2 separate regions of the Drosophila melanogaster genome follow, and region 1 is linked to region 2. The links are chromatin contacts, called in public targeted proximity ligation maps. All regions are on one chromosome and are shown on one strand. The core of a region is the stretch at or near the end of the contact, and the rest is flanking DNA. Distances in the headings are between cores, read along the strand shown. Region 1 holds the start of CG3635. Region 2 holds the start of eEF2 (eukaryotic translation elongation factor 2).

Region 1 (5,176 bases), core at 2,011-4,510, 490 kb after region 2:
TAAACAGATGTCATCTACACTGATTTTAGTAAAGCATTTGACTCTTTTAATCATTATCTTCTAATAAGAAAACCTGATCTTATAGGTTTCCCCGTTGATCTTCTAAATTGGATTTCAAGCTATCTGAATGGCAGGACACAACAAGTCCTCTTTAAAAATTCTTTATCTTCTATTCTCCGAGTCTACTACTTTTCCGAGACTACTTTTAATTAATTTATCGTCCCTAGCTAACCGTAGAACTATGCTTGGAACAGTCTTTATTTGTAAGCTTATTCGTGTTGATGTTGAGAGTCCCGACTTGATTAGTCGGCTTTACTTCTCTGTTCCAAGTAGATTCACTAGAAACTATTTACCCCTTATCTTAAATCATTGTAGATCTAACTATGAGTTGCATGACCCTTACAGAGTTTTATGTTCTGACTACAATAGACTTTATCCTATTATCTGTAATCTTGACTCTCTGCCGCTCTTAAAGCAATCGATTTTAACTTTTCTATTACATAATTAGATCCTACTAACACTAATATTTAATATAGTTATTTTACAATTTATTCATTTCCTCGTTCCTGTTCTCTTTTTTATATCGCGTCTATATCTTCTCGCGAATCGAGCTGTACGGCAGCGCCCCTCGGTCGGTTGGGCGGGAGGTGTGGCCGTGGGACCCGTGCGAAACAAAAAAAACACACAGGCTACGTGCTGTGCTGGACAATATGGACACTGAAGTGAATGAAAAATCGCACTCGGCTTCTCCGACATGCATAAATATGTATGTATGGAGTCCATACTATAGACGCCCTTTTTCCTCTTCACTATTCTCGTTGTCTGCGCAACGTTTTCTGGCGCGTAAGCGAGGCATGTCTGTTCTGCATCTCTTCACAAAATCGGAATTATGCATAGTTCCTAACTCTACACGCATCACCAACACATTTTGGAGACCCACTCCAGTCGACATACATCAATACTAATGCACACCGCATTTTTCTGTACTCTTTCGTTATTCCTGCAGACATCTACTTCCCCCCGCTCCTACCAGCGACCAGACTACGGTGCCAAGCAGAAACACGCAATTACTAGAAATGTCGTTATATTTAAATTATCAGCGACATATACATATGTATATATTTAGAAGCTTTGTGTTGTAAGAAGGCGTTGCGTTCACATAATTGATACATTTTCTTTTATTAAATTATTAGTATTTCGTAATTTATTGCTAATATGTCATCATTTTTTCAGTTGACAGTTTTGGGTGGTTTGTGTGGGCGTTATGGTGGGCGTGGCATAAAGTTGTTTGACTAATCGATAGAAATTTACAAGACTTATAAAAATATGAAATACTATCAACAAATTTTCAAAAGTGAGGCCGTGGCACTTATGAGCGATTTGTGGGCGTCGTAAGTAGTTATTTGAAGATAAAAATGTACACGAAAATCAAAATATGAAAAAATATCAAAACATTTTTCAAAAGTGGGGGCGTTAGAGAAGGCGCGGCAAATGTTTGAAAGCTGCAAATTTAAGTTGTTTATATTTAATTATTAAAAAAATAGTTTTTATATTTTATTAATTAATATTTATTCGGTAATAGACTTTTTCTCTTATACTATTACAAGACACTTTATTACTAGCTTATCTTTGATTTAAAGCTGTTCACGATCTTGTCCCGATTCAGACTGATCTCCTAAATCCTAATCCTCATCCACCCAACCTCGGCCAAAAGCTTTTCTTTAGGATTTTTTTGAGCTTTTAAATATGTTTAGGATAAAAGCTTTACACTGAAATTATTTCCCAGCATTGTGAAATTCAAATTTGCTGACTGACGCAGTTTGACTGAAGCGCAATAAGTTGACCATGGCTTGGTCTCCAAGTGGAAGTTGTGTTTACTTTAAGTTTGGTCCCCTACTGATACAATGACGACGTCAAAAAAAAGCTAACGCTTGTGACCAATACTCGCGATGACACATGGGCAAGAGGGAGCTGATCTGCTCAACGCCTAAGTTAGAGCCGACGACCTGCAGGTCAGGTCTCAAAAAAATCGCGAAGAACTGTGATCTGATCGAAAAAGGAGGTTGATCAATGGAGGTTGTGTGTGGATTTCCGACAAATAAAAGGTCCGTGAAGAACGCGAACCCGATGCCGATGATGAACTACATTTTGGACCAGTTAAGGAAGGCAAAGTACATGAACAGACTGGCTCGAGGGCCCGTCCGACAGAATCGCAAGGTGGGCGCTAGAACTGCAACAGTAAGATTTCGTAATTTCGTTTAGGAAGGGACAGCGGACGCGCTATCAAGACAACTTCTGCAGGAGACGAGCCGCAGGGTGAGTGAGAAGAACGAAGGTCATACAGGCGAGCATCAGGGATGCAGATGGACGGAGGAGATGCTATGACAGGTGAGGCTGGAACCGCAAAAATTACCTGAGAACCACGACATGCCGGCGTGCTCGCCTGTATGACTGCAGGACATATACGAAGTCGAAAGACGATTGCAAGTGTGGCAGCTCTATACCATTGGCCGGGAATGTACCGAGACGTAAGGAAGTACGTACGGAACTGCGAGAGCTGTATGAAGTACACATCTAACAAACTACAGGCAGCCGGATAGATGCTGATCCAGGTGCCAGAGGAACCATGGGCAACCGTGTGTGCAGATTTCGTGAGCCCCCTGTCGTACACATTCTAAAAACAAATTTTCTCGAAGGTTTGCTAAATATTTCTGCGCAGCACCAAAAACTGGGTTTTAATTTCATACATTTCCATTTTCCTTGAAAAAATAATGATTTTTAAGATAATGAAATTCAGTTGAAATTTAGCAGTTAGGGTCATTGTGTTGACCTTTAATATCGCTACCTTAATATTAATCGACTATGAAGAGCCGAATTTAAATACTTTTCAACAAAGCTTTATACTATGATTTCAAATGTTTTGTGCATGGTCAACCACGTAAATGCTAGTTGCCCCATTTCTATTGTATAGAATAATGAGTTTCGCCAGAACAATTGCTTCTGAACGAAGTCCAACAGCCGCTGATTAAGTGTCAGTGCCTATACTGGGACGGAGAGAATTTTAAGTTATCAGCATGAAAACGATTGAGAGCATTGTCCAATAAAATGTATGAGTGCAACTAGAATGGACGGAGCTAGACATAGCTGTCGAATCGCTATCACTAAAATCTAATGGTAACATATTTGTGTACATACATATGAACATTTAACTGATCAGTTTCAACTTTGCCGTATATTATCAACAAAGAAGGCAACAGGGAAATTAAAGTTTGCAGTTCGCTGTAGTTCAACGCAGATGTTGGACAATAATTCTTGTGCGCAAACCAATATTTTAACCAGTAAAGAAATGGCGAATAACAGCCCGACCCGCGGCTCTGTCATGCTGCTGACGCTGGTTTTGCTGCTACTGAGTAGAAAAATCGGTTTGGTAGATGGGCACAAAGTTACGGTAAGATTGTACACTGCTTGGGTCGTTAAAAAATTGTGTATAGAAAGTTAGCAATTTCCATGCTTATTATTTTTCAGTTTGACAACATTAAAAGTAAATAAGCATTTTGGATTTGAATTTATAGAAATTACATTTTTTCAATTCCTGAGTTAACAAATAAAAGTACTACCCCTACGGCTAAGTTTCAGTTTATGATCCTAACGAAATTACATGGTCTCTGGTTACAGAAATGCTTTTAACCATCTTTAAATATAATTATATATGTATCGTGCGAAATATGTTTGCCCTAATCCATAAAAGCGATAAGTGTTAATTGTCATATAACAACAATCAGCTAAAAGGGGTCCGAAAGTGCGCTTACACTTAACCACGATTGACAATTAAAAACATCAAAGTTTCCCGACTTTCAGATACCCATTACTCACTAGTGGAAGTGCGAACGTCAGATTTCCTCATTCATATCGATAAAATTAAACTAAATTAGCCATTTTTTTTGAGATTGTCTGCGAGACGGTTTTGGATGGAAGACATTAGAAGTGGCTTCGGTATATAAAAAAATATTCCAAAAGCTTGTGGGCTTGTGGGCGTTAAAATGGGTGTGACAAAATATTTTTTTGCCCGTCCTATAGAAATTTACTAACTGACTAATCAAAACACGAAAAAATATCTAAACATAAAAAAAACATTTTATAGGCGTTAGAATGGGCGTGAAGAAAAACTTGCGCTGCGTCGATGTCTCTTGAATCTGTATATCTTATCTTAACTCAGATCGACACGGCTAATGAATCTGACCAAGAATATATTTACTTTATACGGTCGGAAACGCTTCCTTCTACCTGTTACATACTTTTAAACGAGTCTATATACCCTTTTACTCTACGAATAACGGGTATAAAAAACATGTTTTAGCGGCTGAGCAAGTTTTGACTTAGCTCCAAATCTGAAATCTGTTGAGATTCTTGTCTGCGTTTGCGAACGAGATGAAATCGTTTATGAGCCATACTATAGCTGGCTAGAGATAGTTTTAGTTGCTATAATTGCTTTAAAATAGTAGCGGAGTCTCCAAAACCTTTGGCCAGAGTGAGCCAGAACCAAGTGATAACCAGAGCTAGAGGAGTTTAGTTTTCACCACCCTCAAGACCTGACTGACCGGAACATGACATAAATCCTACTTAATTCAAATCTTCTAAATATTACTGCCTAAAAATTCAATTTCTTTAATACTCTTAATCATATAATCTTTGTAAATAACTTATATAATTAAAATCGTTAAAATTGATACCGATTAGATTAAGTTGTCCAAGAAGGGTAACAGTACGCTAGTCAATTAAATAAAATAATATCGTTAAAAAAATGAGTTTAGGCATGTTGTTTATATGACATGACCGAATTCCCAGAATATTTTAATCATTTGCCTGTTATCCAGACATTGTCAAAAGGGCGATACGATAGACATCAATTGGTAGTTTTAGGAGATTTTATATATGCAAACCGATGAAATCTAGCAAATATAAAACCATAGTTTTGGGCTTTAGAAATTGACAAGACTTATGCAAAAATTAAACCTAATCTCAAAAGTGTGGGTGTGGCAGTGGTGGCCGAAGTGGGCATGGCAACGGATAACCCAAACGTGCACACTATAAAATTTTAAATTCCCCGAAATCACCTCGTTCATACAAATAGACAGCCGAATAAAACAGACTCGACTAGTTATCCGAATCAGGAAAA
Region 2 (5,536 bases), core at 1,201-3,700:
TGTAGTTGGGGCCCATGATTCGGCACTTTTGCCCGGTGGCCACCTTACCGGCGAACACACGACCGAAAGCATAGAAGCGACCCTTGTCAGAGGTCGGTACCATCTTAGAAATGTACATCATTAGAGGACCATCAGGATCGCAAGACTTAACGGCGATAGCGGCCTCATCGTCATGGGGACCTTCGTACAGCATCTCCATGCGGTACTTCTGGGCAACCACTGGCGACGGCAAATGAATAGCAATCATCTGAAGTAAAGCCTCGCCGGCTGGCAGCCAGGTGCGCATCACAGTCTTCAGCAGAGCTTTGCCATCTTTGTCCTTGTCTTCATGCTTCAGAGTCACACCGATTTTCTCGAGCAAGGTACCTATCTCCTCCTTCTTGTAATTCATAATGGCATCGAACACCTTGTAGATGGGGTCCAGGATGTACATGCAGAACGAGCGTTTGTTGTCAGCCTCTTTCTGTTTCTGCCATTTCTTGGTCTTGGCGTTAAAGAAGTTTTCACCCCACAATCTGTGAAGAAGTTGAACGATTAATTGTGCCTTCAGATATTTCTTATTAACTACTTATCACTTAATGAAATGCTTAATGACCAGTTCAAATCGCTTATTTAAAAAAATAATTAATATTATTTTTCTGGAAATTTTGTATAATACAAAATGATTCATTTCAGCCAATAAATTTGTTGCAAATTTGATTTATAAATTTTAAGTCTTAGATATCAAAAATGACGTCCGAATATATCGATTTGTATAATATGAGGCCAAACAACAATTGATTTCAGATATATGAAGAAATTATGTGAACAATAAAAGATTTCTGTATACAATTTAAAAATAATTAGTGTAAGGTAACTGCCTTAACATGACTCGTTTGAACATTAGGAAAGCGGTCCCGAGTCAGCGTTTAAACAGCATCCGAAAGTTTATTCTTCTTCTATTTAAGGTCCACTTGTGGCGCCGTCAGCACGAGAGACTCTAAAAGGACTTTCCTTGCGGAGATGTCTTTCAAGAAGCCGCCCGCTAAGCGCCACACGTTTTGTGGTAGAAGTTTGAAAACATTTACAAACAAACTTGAGACATGACTCACCGGTTCATTAGCTTGACAACATCAATCTTGAATTTCTCGGAGTACATCTCAGAGAACTGCTTGAGGGTGAACGCCCAGCCGTGAAGCCCAGAACCGAAGCCCACTGATCCCTTAGAGGGATCCACGCGAACCTCACCCATCGGTCCTCCGTCATCGTTATAGGTGGCAATGATAACGTTTACGTTCTCGACGATGCGCTGGAAGGTCTGGTACAGCTCCTCGGCATCTAGTTGCAGCTCAAGCAGAGCGCGGTCCATTTTGTTCATGAATAGGATGGGCTTAATACGCTCAGCGATGGCCTGACGCAGCACGGTTTCGGTCTGGACACAAACTCCGGAGACGCAGTCTACAACAACGAGTGCACCGTCGGTTACACGAAGGGCGGCGGTCACCTCCGAGGAGAAGTCAACGTGACCGGGCGAGTCGATCAAGTTGATCAGGAAACCCTTGCACTCCTTCTCGCGCTGATCGGGGTGGGTAATGAACACCAGATCCTTTTCCTCCACCTCAAAGTACATGGAAATGGCACTGCAATAATGAAAGGCGGATTAAAAAAGCCGTGGGTGCTGGAACATGACTGGTCTTACGTCGACTTGATGGTAATGCAGCGCTCCTGCTCGTCCTTGCGGGTGTCAGTGAAACGAGTCTCACCAGCCTTGGCTCCGGCAATGATACCAGCCTTCGACACAAGGGAATCGGTCAGAGTGGACTTGCCGTGGTCTACGTGGGCAATCACAGACATGTTGCGGATGTTCCGCTTCTTGTCCATGAGGCCACGGATCTCGTCGACGGTGAAGTTGACCTGTAAAATAAATAAGGCATCGTTATGTACATATTATAACGAGTTTCCACTCGATCTATACACAGTGCTGATTTAAAAATGGCGTCCATACACACACTAAGTCTTCACAGTCGTGCAAAGGTCTTTGAGGTTAGATAAGAACTAAAAACCACAAATCACTCACTCGCGAGTATGGGCATCGATAAATATAGCAATATACATCTATTCCTTGGGTATTTCACAACAAGCACCAAACAGGATCACATTCTAGCCAAATTTCAATAGAAAATTGCATACGTCATTCCTAGTCTTTGTCTTGCATTTCACCATAATGCACACACACACAACAAGCAAACGTGAAAATATGTGGACACATCATTTCACCAAGTAATGGTTGAGACATCTGCACTTTTTGCACTGGGCATTAAAGATATTAATGCAGGTCGCCTCTAGGCCTTTTCTGTAGATATGGGGCTATTATTTCTGACTTTGGGCACCTACCATTTTGGATGTATGGAGATTTTCTCGCGGACCAAAAAAACACTACGCCTTTCAACGGCGTTTCGACAGGAAAGAGCGAGGCGCTGCAGCGACCATAGAGCTGGGACAATTCTTGATATTTTCGATAGTCGGAACCAGTAGTTGATCGATAGTAGTTCACGTGACAGATTCATCAGATAGTTATTTTGCATGTTTACTTTATAGTTTTTAAACTTTTATTTTACAGAATGACGTTTTCGTAATTTTCCACGTAATTTTCCGCGTCGAAATCGTGGTTGTTTATATAGCCATAAATAAATATTGCTAAGCACTATTATTAATTTACATACATCCGCTTAAATTTCTTCTAAATTATTTTTCTTAAAAATAATCTAATCTATATATATATATTTCTTTATCGCTTAAACTATCTTATGAAAAATAAACTTTAAGTGAAAGCTAGTTATATTCTCATTTGCTCATAGATGCCGAGCCTTTAAAGTTAACGACTTATGATAGTTTCGATCAAACGGCATTTCGAAATTCTACGCACGCAGTAATATTTAAAGTATAGCAAGCGAGAACGCTATCGTCGATTTTTACGACTATTAGATACCCATTACATAGCTAATGCGATTCTCTAGGAAAATATTTAAAAATTTTGTTGGCGTTGCGGTAGGAATTAAAAAAAGGTTTGAATTGTGGGCTTGAAAACTTATTGAGGTTTGTAGGTGTAAGAGTGGGTCACGCCACGGCATATCGACAGAAATTTGGCAGACAAATAATAAAACGAAAAAAATCAAGAGATCCGAAAGTCAAATTTTCCGACAAGAAGTTTCAAAATTTGTAAAAAATGCGGTGGAAGGTCATGGCGTAAGTGTTTTTGGTATTCATTATACCCGCTACTCGTAGAGTATAAGGATATCGTTTGTTCGTTGAATGGTATGTAACAGGCAGAAGGAAGCGTTTCCAACCATATTGCTCAGGATCAATAGCCGAGTCGATCTAGCCATGTCCATGTGTCCGCCTATCCGTATGAACGTTGAGATCTCAGGAGCTATAAAAACTAGAAGGCTGAGATGCCCACTCTAACGCCCTAAAACCGCACCATTAACCATTTTTCCAAATTTGTTCATAATTTTATTAGTCTTGTAAATTTCTATCGATTTGCCAACAACAAGATAATTATTTTATAAATTATGAAATATGGCGTTCGCATTCACACTAGATAAGTAATGGGTGTTTGATACTCAGGGAACTCTACTATAGCGTTCTCTCTTCTCTCCTTTTGCTCTAGCGTCACTTGAAACTTTCGAATTAGACGGCCTCATGTCACCTCTGAGTTCAGGTTCGTATCATTGATAAAGCAGCCTTGGAAACTCTACTCTACTGTACCCTATTCTCCACTTGCGATCCCGCTTATATCAGATATTTTATTTTTTCTAAAAAACGTGGAAAACTAACCAGGAACTAGAGATATTGGTCAATTGAAAGGAGGACAACAGTTGAATATTTTCAACCCGGGGAAGACAGAACGCCTAATTGGTATATTTTGAATAAAACTTTTTAATTAAACCATAGCCAAACACCTTTCCGCCCAAAATAATGCTTTGTTTACATACACGTACCATGTTGTCTCTCTTTTGACAAACGTTTTGATATTTGTTGATTTTTGTATTCGTTTTGTAAATTTCCATAAATTTTTAAAAATTAAACCACGTACATATTTGCCCACCGGTGCCCACGCATCAAATATAGAAATGGTTCGTGAAGCTGCTTCAAACTGTAGAATAGCTCTCTTGCTGAATTTAACAGCTTTCGGGAAAGAAAAGAGCTTTTTCTTTTTCTCATTATTGTGTTCCACATTAAAAAAAAATCACTCAAACAATACCCCTCACCACCTAGAACTCACCTCACTTACCCCTCACCAACCAGAACTCACCTCACTCGAATTCAAAAACTCACTCGTTCCAATGTTGCTGCAGCATTGTTGCTCGCATTTTGAGTCAAGCTCGTTCTAATGTTTCGGCAGCATTGTTGCTGCGCGAAGACGGCCGGCAAATGAAAATGATGACGACGCGGGCGAACAGTTTTCAAGTGATTTTCCGAGCTCGCGGGCTGTGCTAACGGTAAAGGAAAATTCAGTGATTGGGGACTTTCACGTTGCACAGTTGATGTATTGCTTTGTGCGCGACGGTGTTGTTGTAGTGCGAAAGCAACAAATATTCAAAAAGATTCAGTTAAATTACGTGATTAAGTGGTCTAGGATTATCCACTTAAAACCGTTTGCAAATATTATCAGTCACCTTTTGCTCAAAAAATGTAAAGTTAAACGTTTACCGACCAATTTGAGCCGAAATATTTAAAGTATACTTTATGTTGTGTTTTCGACAAAGTGAAAAATTATAATACTAGAAATTTACAAAATATGTGAAATGATATATATGATCGAAATAATATAATTTCAATAATAAAAAATTAACTTATGCTGACAAAAATTATATGTTTTATTTCTTTTCTTTACTTAGAACATACATTTTAATTACTCAATAAAATGTAACATTTAATATGAAACCAAAAGTAATATAAACAAAGCTCTATAAAAAACGACAGGCAAACCAACTATTATATAAATCATAATTAGAAACTACAACGCAGAAAAAGGAGCAATAAGCCTAAAATACTCTTAAACCGTCAAATGCATCATTTTGGAAAAGCATGTTCCATCGTTTTTGTCGCACGAAAAGTTAAAACGATACTTATTGTCCAACGAGTGGCAATTGCGTCAATCTAAATTTTAATTTAGTTTGAGTGTGGAAGCTTCCGATAAACTTGAAAATGGATCTTGGATTTTTATTAGATGAGCGAGTCAAGCCATTTAATTTCTGATTGCCGTAAGTCTGACAACTTTACTTGTCTACATACAAAAATCCTACTAAACTTTTAATTTTTATTCAGTTTTCTTATAACTTGCATGGTTTGTGAAGCATAGGTCGGTAGACCCACTTGATTAAGCTTCTATATTGTAAAGACTTGAGTTGAGAGAAAAACTGCCGAACGAAGTGCTTTTAAAAATGCAATATTTCTTTTGGGTCCTAAAGACTAAAATTAAGAGTTATCGAAAGCAAGGATCGTTATGCTAGATTTTACATTATTATCCCAACCCCCATTAGTAATTGAACTC

Evidence for each region.
Region 1: a contact with region 2 is called in a targeted proximity ligation map of the Kc167 cell line, with 7 times the contacts expected there. A contact is called at or near these places in 5 of 107 Hi-C or Micro-C datasets (the Kc167 cell line, eye imaginal disc, head and 2 more) and 1 of 7 datasets of targeted methods (the Kc167 cell line).

What each region holds. Positions count from the first base shown.
Region 1 is chr2L:22,172,155-22,177,330 of dm6, forward strand. CG3635 reads left to right here and starts at 3,261. Exons shown (of 3, transcript NM_136294.5): 1 at 3,261-3,448. The coding sequence starts at 3,296.
Region 2 is chr2L:21,679,666-21,685,201 of dm6, forward strand. It overlaps eEF2 (eukaryotic translation elongation factor 2), which reads right to left and starts at 2,451. Exons shown (of 5, transcript NM_165394.3): 1 at 2,374-2,451; 2 at 1,679-1,893; 3 at 1,092-1,619; 4 at 1-515. The coding sequence starts at 2,376. nolo (no long nerve cord) reads left to right here and starts at 4,441. Exons shown (of 19, transcript NM_165396.3): 1 at 4,441-4,674; 2 at 4,881-5,246. It also overlaps sncRNA:254.